Linked DNA regions of Bicyclus anynana: region 2 is linked to region 1. Evidence: chromatin contacts called from public Hi-C data. All regions are on one chromosome and are shown on one strand. Each heading gives the region's core, a stretch centred on a gene start, on an enhancer-like site or on the middle of the called end of the contact. The rest is flanking DNA. Distances are from core to core; before and after follow the strand shown. Region 1 overlaps LOC112057887 (formin-like protein). Region 2 holds the start of LOC112057887 (formin-like protein).

What was found. A called contact is a pair of places that touch in the nucleus more often than the background predicts.
Region 2: a contact with region 1 is called in a Hi-C map of whole body, with 2.7 times the contacts expected there. The contact joins the promoter of LOC112057887 here to the enhancer-like site in region 1. A contact is called at or near these places in 2 of 2 Hi-C or Micro-C datasets (whole body and whole larva).

What each region holds. Positions count from the first base shown.
Region 1 is chr14:2,105,831-2,109,188 of ilBicAnyn1.1, forward strand. LOC112057887 (formin-like protein) reads right to left here. Exons shown (of 16, transcript XM_052885468.1): 8 at 2,946-3,062; 9 at 2,213-2,629; 10 at 1,846-1,957; 11 at 1,250-1,596; 12 at 539-743. Among protein-coding and RNA genes, the nearest start is that of LOC112057888, 25 kb to the left of the region's middle. Within about 2 kb of position 1,496, at least 1 of the 8 cell types and tissues checked has open chromatin away from gene starts, as enhancers often do.
Region 2 is chr14:2,181,865-2,185,222 of ilBicAnyn1.1, forward strand. It overlaps LOC112057887 (formin-like protein), which reads right to left and starts at 1,692. Exons shown (of 16, transcript XM_052885468.1): 1 at 1,290-1,692. The coding sequence starts at 1,442. It overlaps LOC112057884 (CBP80/20-dependent translation initiation factor), which reads right to left. Exons shown (of 10, transcript XM_052885627.1): 10 at 2,889-3,358.

The DNA.
Region 1 (3,358 bases), core at 246-2,745:
AAGAAGTAGTAAAAGTTTTTTAATTTGCAAATCAGCTGAGTTTGTACTAAGGTTTGGGCTTATTATGCGTGCTTGGTGGGGAAGGACGCTAGCACGGCACCTTTATGTACCTAAGTAAAGTATCAAGAGCTTATAACCTAAAAGGAATAAATCGCATATTGATGTTTCTGAAAAGCGCGTGCTGAGCATTGACAATGTCAAGGCGACGAAAGCGCTGGCTAGAGAAGAACGCCAGCAAAGTTTATATTCCTCAAGCGCACGTAATCCAGCAGCGACACAGTGTCAGGTCGGCGAAAGCGCTTGCTGGGGACATACGCCAGCACGGTTTGTTTATGTAGCTAAGTACCAGGAGCTCATAATCTAAAAGGAGGCAAGTCAAATCACATACCGATATTCCTAAAGCGCGCGTGCTCCAGCAGCGACACTTGTCGGGTCGGCGAAGGCGCTTGCTGGGGACGTACGCCAGCACGGTTTGTTTATGTAGCTAAGTAAAGTACCAGGAGCTCATAATCTAAAAGGAGTAAGTCGAATCACATACCGATATTCCTCAAGCGCGCGTGCTCCAGCAGCGACACGGTGTCGGGTCGCCGGAAGCGCTTGCTCGGGAAGGACGCAAGTGCGTCGTCGGGCACGTGCGCCACGCTGCCCGCGCCGCCGATGCGGAACTTCTCTTCGAACTCTGCGAAGTTGATGCGTCTGCGGGGCCGCTCTTCGTCTAATTCGTTGAATATCGTACCGCGCACCTTGCGATAGAAGAAAACGTTAATTGTGCCGCATTTTTTGGTTGATCAATATAATAAATAAAATTGTCATAATTATTAGGACAAAATTAGCTTGAACATGCCTGATAAGCCTAAAAATGCCCATTTACTTTTCCTTTGGCCTTGAAAGGGTTCAGATTACAAGTGACAAAAAACATACACCGGAAAGGCATTCCACACTGATAGATGTAGAAATTTTGAAGCAAAATGTTTGTTGTGGTTCGCGTGGATGGAACGATGTAAAGTTAAAAAAAAATTTATAACTCAAGAATGTGAGCTGCGATCTCTTATCTATCTCTCTCTATTTATTACAGTTAGACAGAAAGAGAGAACGAGAGGAGAGTTACAATAACATCGGTACAGAATAGCGCTGATGTTTGGTGGTAGAAAGGAGAAGAAGGAATTGAGTTTCGTGAACATAAAAGTATACCTGGTAACAAACCGACCAATAACATAGCGACGGTCTTATAAAGTCTATAAAGTCTTACCTGATTCGGTTTGAGCGCGATCCAATTCAATGTGGGCAGTTTGTATTTGGTGTCGACCTTCCTCTTTATCGTCATCGCGTCCGTGTGGTGCGGGGGCAGCATGAGGCCGGGCGCGGGGGGTGCGGGCGGCGCGGGCGGCGGCGGGGCGAGCGCGGGCGGCGGCGGTGGCGGGGGCGGCAGTGGAGGCAGCGGCGCGGGTGGCGGCGGGGGCAGCAGTGTGGCGGCGGGCGGCGGCGGGGGCGCGGGCAGCGTGTGCGCGTGCACGTCCCCGTTGGTGAGAGTGCCCGGCGGGGACACGTGCCCGTTCACTGTGCCGTTGCACAGCGCGTGCGACGATATAGCACCCACTGGTAAACAACGACATCTAGTATAACATAGAGGTATACTAATTCTATTTTTTTTTTTGTAGGAAGTACATTTGTTTATTGTGAGGGAACAGTACAAGTGTTCGCGTTTGTCAGCTAGTAATGAAATATAACAAAAAAACGGCTAAATTCAACCACGGCATACTCCGACAATGTTACATTAGTATAAGCGATAAACATTTTTCTCTCTTTCTAATATTAAATATTATTAAAGTAAATGAGTACACTTACTGGAAGCACCGCGCGGTAAGGATTTGGTAAGGGATTCCAGTTCTTGCACTTTGGACTCCAGCATCGACTGGCGGTTTCTGGAGTCCTGCTGCGCTCGTCTCAGAGTCGAAACCTGACGCAACATAAAATATTTCTTAAAAATCTCTAAAATTAACTACTCAGTTCATATACTATCTAATACCTTCGCGTGTTTGTGTATAAACTAACGCAAGTTGATTCGCTTGCTTTGCTTCGCTAGCGCCTCCCGTTCCCGCAGTTGGTCCCGTTCGTGTCGTATCTGCGCCAGCTCCGCCTCCAGCGTCGCCTGCTTCGCTATCGCCTCCTGCTCTAACGCGGCGAGACGCTCGTGTGTCAACTGTAGGTATACCTCTTCGACGACTTGTCTCCTCGCCTCGGCCAGTTGGTCCCGTTCGTGTCGTATCTGCGCCAGCTCCGCCTCCAGCGTCCCCTGCTTTGCTATCGCCTCCCGCTCTAACGCGGCGAGACGCTCGTGTGTCAACTGTAGGTATACCTCTTCGACGACTTGTCTCCTCGCCTCGGCCAGTTGGTCCCGTTCGTGTCGTATCTGCGCCAGCTCCGCCTCCAGCGTCCCCTGCTTTGCTATCGCCTCCCGCTCTAACGCGGCGAGACGCTCGTGTGTCAACTGTAGGTATACCTCTTCGACGACTTGTCTCCTCGCCTCGGCCAGTTGGTCCCGTTCGTGTCGTATCTGCGCCAGCTCCGCCTCCAGCGTCGCCTGCTTCGCTATCGCCTCCCGCTCTAACGCGGCGAGACGCTCGTGTGCCTTTTCATATAATGTAAAATATGTAGTATGTATAAAGTAAATATTTAACATTCTTTAGAAGGATTTCTCCAGATTTTCTTTTCTTTTTTTTTTTGCCAGTATGTTCAAACGGTTTCAGTTCGCAGCTAATGTTAATAACTAACCAATTAATGACGCACTCTAAGCCAAAGTTGTATCATAACCGAATGAAATGTTTAAAATCTCAAATACTAAAATCAATTAGAGCCAATAACAATGTATGAGCTCTAATTGGTTATCAGAAGTGGGATCACTTTACTTTTCTTTTTTCACTTCTTTTTTTACGATAAATACTTACATGACCCAATTCGTCCTCCAGGTCGTTGACCTTCTCCAGTGCCGCGGTCTTCGTCTCGCTGTCCTCCATGAGTGCAGCCACGTCGAACACGTTGTCCAGGTACGCGGAGATTTGGACCTATGCAAACAATCGTGATGATTGTAATGCAGGTGATACTGGGCAAAATTGATGACGTCATTATCAGCATATTTATACGGCCAGGCCTCCTAACTTATAGAAGAGGATATATAGAGTTTAGACCCACTACGAGTGTGTTGCGAGCTTAGGGCGATAATGTTGAATTTTATAATGACTACTATCAGGTGTTCTTATCTTATGCATGTGATTTAAATTAAGACTAGTAATTTCTTTGTATTCCTTATTGATTTGTGTTATGCTCACAATAAATATAAGTATACAACTTTTTTACTGAA
Region 2 (3,358 bases), core at 442-2,941, 76 kb after region 1:
AGTAGTTAAGGTGTAAATGTGTAAGACTTCTTTATTCCGGCCCTATCGCAAAATCCATTCTTAGTGGATATCTACTAACTATAAACTACCTCCCTGCCAATTTCATTTGTACATCAAGCGGTTTTCTAGATTTCATGATGAATGACCTTATGTATTATGTGGAAAGATAACTGGTAAGCCAGAATATGTTGTGATGAAATGGGATACAGATACTAAGAATGTTATTAAAAAAAATAACATACTTACACATTATGAAAATTTAAAAAGTATAAGTTATGGCTGGCTGCATATATTAACTACAACATATGGCAAATGCAAATATCCACACACAATATTTATTCAAACAAATGTTTTTTGGTCTATCCTGAAAAATTAACTCATTGCTACTTGTGGGGTTTTAACAATCACTAATTCATTTGATGTAATAATTGTATGGAATAGCAACTAGGCTACTTTTTATTACCAATTTTCCAGAATGGGAACCACAGAAGTAAAAGGGCATAGCTTTTCTCTTTTAAGTCCATCCAGAACTTTCTAAAGGATTTTTCTTATTAATTTATTATGAAACATGGCTATAACTCACATGATACGTCAGAATATGCCTGACTAGTTTCAAACCCATACAGGGCTCTTATTCATGAGCTGGTTCTAGCAACACGGTACAATCCAAATTGATCTTTTTTTGACTGTTTTTTTTAATAAAAAGATTATTCTTATTACAAAAAACATTTTGTTTTACAACTTACAAGGGAATAATTCTAAATCAAATGAACTTGAATCAAATTAAAATGAACCCTTTATAAAATGATGTTTATAAAAGTGTGACATGAAAATTTTTGAATAAACCAGTTGACAAGAATTAGAACATTTATTTGTAATCTTCTGTAGTTTATTCACTATAACTAATGACTACTAATGACTAATGGAAAAATTTATTATACCAATGTTTAATTGTTTTTAGACAAACAAACGAAATTTTAATCGAAAATGATACTATGATTCATAATTTATTACAATAACATGCCAGAGGGCATAGACACGAATGGGTGTGTTTGCGACAAAGTAAACGAAACATTTAAACTGAAACGCGTCTAAATAATGAGTAATATGTCGATGTATCATACACTTGCTGAATTACAATTGTGTTTTTGAAACATCTACAAGCGCTGCAAAATAGCATTCATAAAGAAAACAATGCAGAAAATCCGGTATTCAATGTGGCAAATGGTAAACAATTATATTATGTTTGTAAACATTAATGCCGGCAAACTATGTAGTAAAAAACATACCAAAACTTTAATGAATCGATCTTCCAGCTCGTCTCTATCCGGCATAGGAGGTTTGGTCCGATTCCTCGTCGACGGCTGCCGTACATGGTGGTTCTTTGTGACCCCGACCGGTCCGTCCAACATCGTCTGATCCCTCGAAGTTATCAAACCCATTTTACACAATACCTATTACACTTATTAGACACCATCAAGCACGTTTAAAATGCGACAGGTCATTTTTATCACAGTAAGCAGCACATTACACATACAATGGTTCACAATCACATCATGAAGCGAGCGTTTCGAATCGAAAATCGTCAACAAACTAATAAAAAATAAAAATACAATACTGCCGCACGACGAAAAAGCAAGCGAAGCACGTCCATACAATTACAAAACGAAATGCGTTGCGGTACTCGTGCGAAGTTAGCGCATTTGCGTGGCGCATTTATTCTTGACAGTTGTCAAATCCGCAGCCAATCACGATTAGCCACAGACTAACTATATGGAAATAATAATGAATACGATTACGTTCAGAAATAAAATACTCTATACCAACTCTTAAACCTATAGAAACAATACAGTAAGTAGTAAAAGTAATAAATAATCAAGGATTTTTATTATCCATGTAAATAATAATAACACTTGTTAACCATTTAGAGCAATGTCAAGTGGAATATTTTTATCCTGAACTTTCAAGTTCACGTGATGAGAGAAGTTTGACAAGTAATTCGATTTTTAGCGCCAAAAATTTTGTCCGAGTTTTTCTGTTTGCCCAAGATCATAGAAAAGCAGATTTTGGGTACCTATTTAAAGTTTAAAGTCGTGTAATACCACCTGCCCCGCTACTGACCTTGTTTTAATTTTTTACCATCTCATCTCACAGCAAGATACCAGGTGGGTTAGATATAGTGCGACTTAAGTACTCTGTACCAAGCCGTACCGATTCGTAAATCTATGAGTGCGACTTAAAAGAGTAGACGTTAATAAAATGGAATGGAACTAATAAGCTCGCTGTGTGGCAATACCACATTTACGATCATTCTCGCAAAGCTCGCTGCTATGGATCTGCTTTAACTCCGTACAGACTATTATAGAGCAACCAATAACTATTGATAGTTTTATCATTAAGTCATAATTAACAGACAAATTACAAAAAACATAATTTATGTAGATGAAATTGACTTGAATTTATTTATACGGTTATTGGACCACGGGGACTAAACCTCTAATATTATAAACGCGAATATATTTGTTACGCTGTCATACCTAAATCACTAAACAAAGGATTAAAAAAATATTTCAATAACGTATAGCTACATTATCAGAGGGTAACAGACTATTTTATCCCACCCACGGGAGTAGGAACTACGCGGGTGAATCATTAGAGTACTGTGTACCGACTTGTAAATCTATGCATCAGTGCGTCCGCTGGTGTTTTAAAATCTCAACAGTCAAAAATGTATCATTTAAAAGGTAAATAAAGTAAATATTAAAAATTTTAAAAATATATTCTTCATGTAAAACATTTTCTGAGAAACCTAGTATTACTGTCAATTTCGATTATTCCAGACCCTATTAGGTAAAATATTTCTTTCAAAATAAAAAAAAACTCCAGTGCATTATATATTTTATACTTTATTGGTTTTTGCATATGTAGAGATATACAGGCTCTGTTTTACAATATAACTTCATTGACCGTAGCCAATTACTGTTTCATTTAGGTAGGTATAATAATTATAATAATATATGTATTTACTATATTTTTTTATTACAAATCATTAAAACAAATGTTTTATATTAATTCTTGTTAGCACCATTTTTTTATTATTTTCCATTTTCCTACAAACATTATTACAACCTACTTTTTATTATTATCATTATGAATGCATTAATTTGATAAAATATTGAAGACTGGTCTTTTATTATTGTTTAATACAAAACTAAAGCTTAAAAATTACAATTAGTTTTATTTTGATACATTGATCACACGAAATAATAATCTAAGTAACACCAAAATTAAATTAAATTACTTATCATTGACAAATTACATACACGGAAATGTTCTAAAACCTAAACAGTTAAACTGT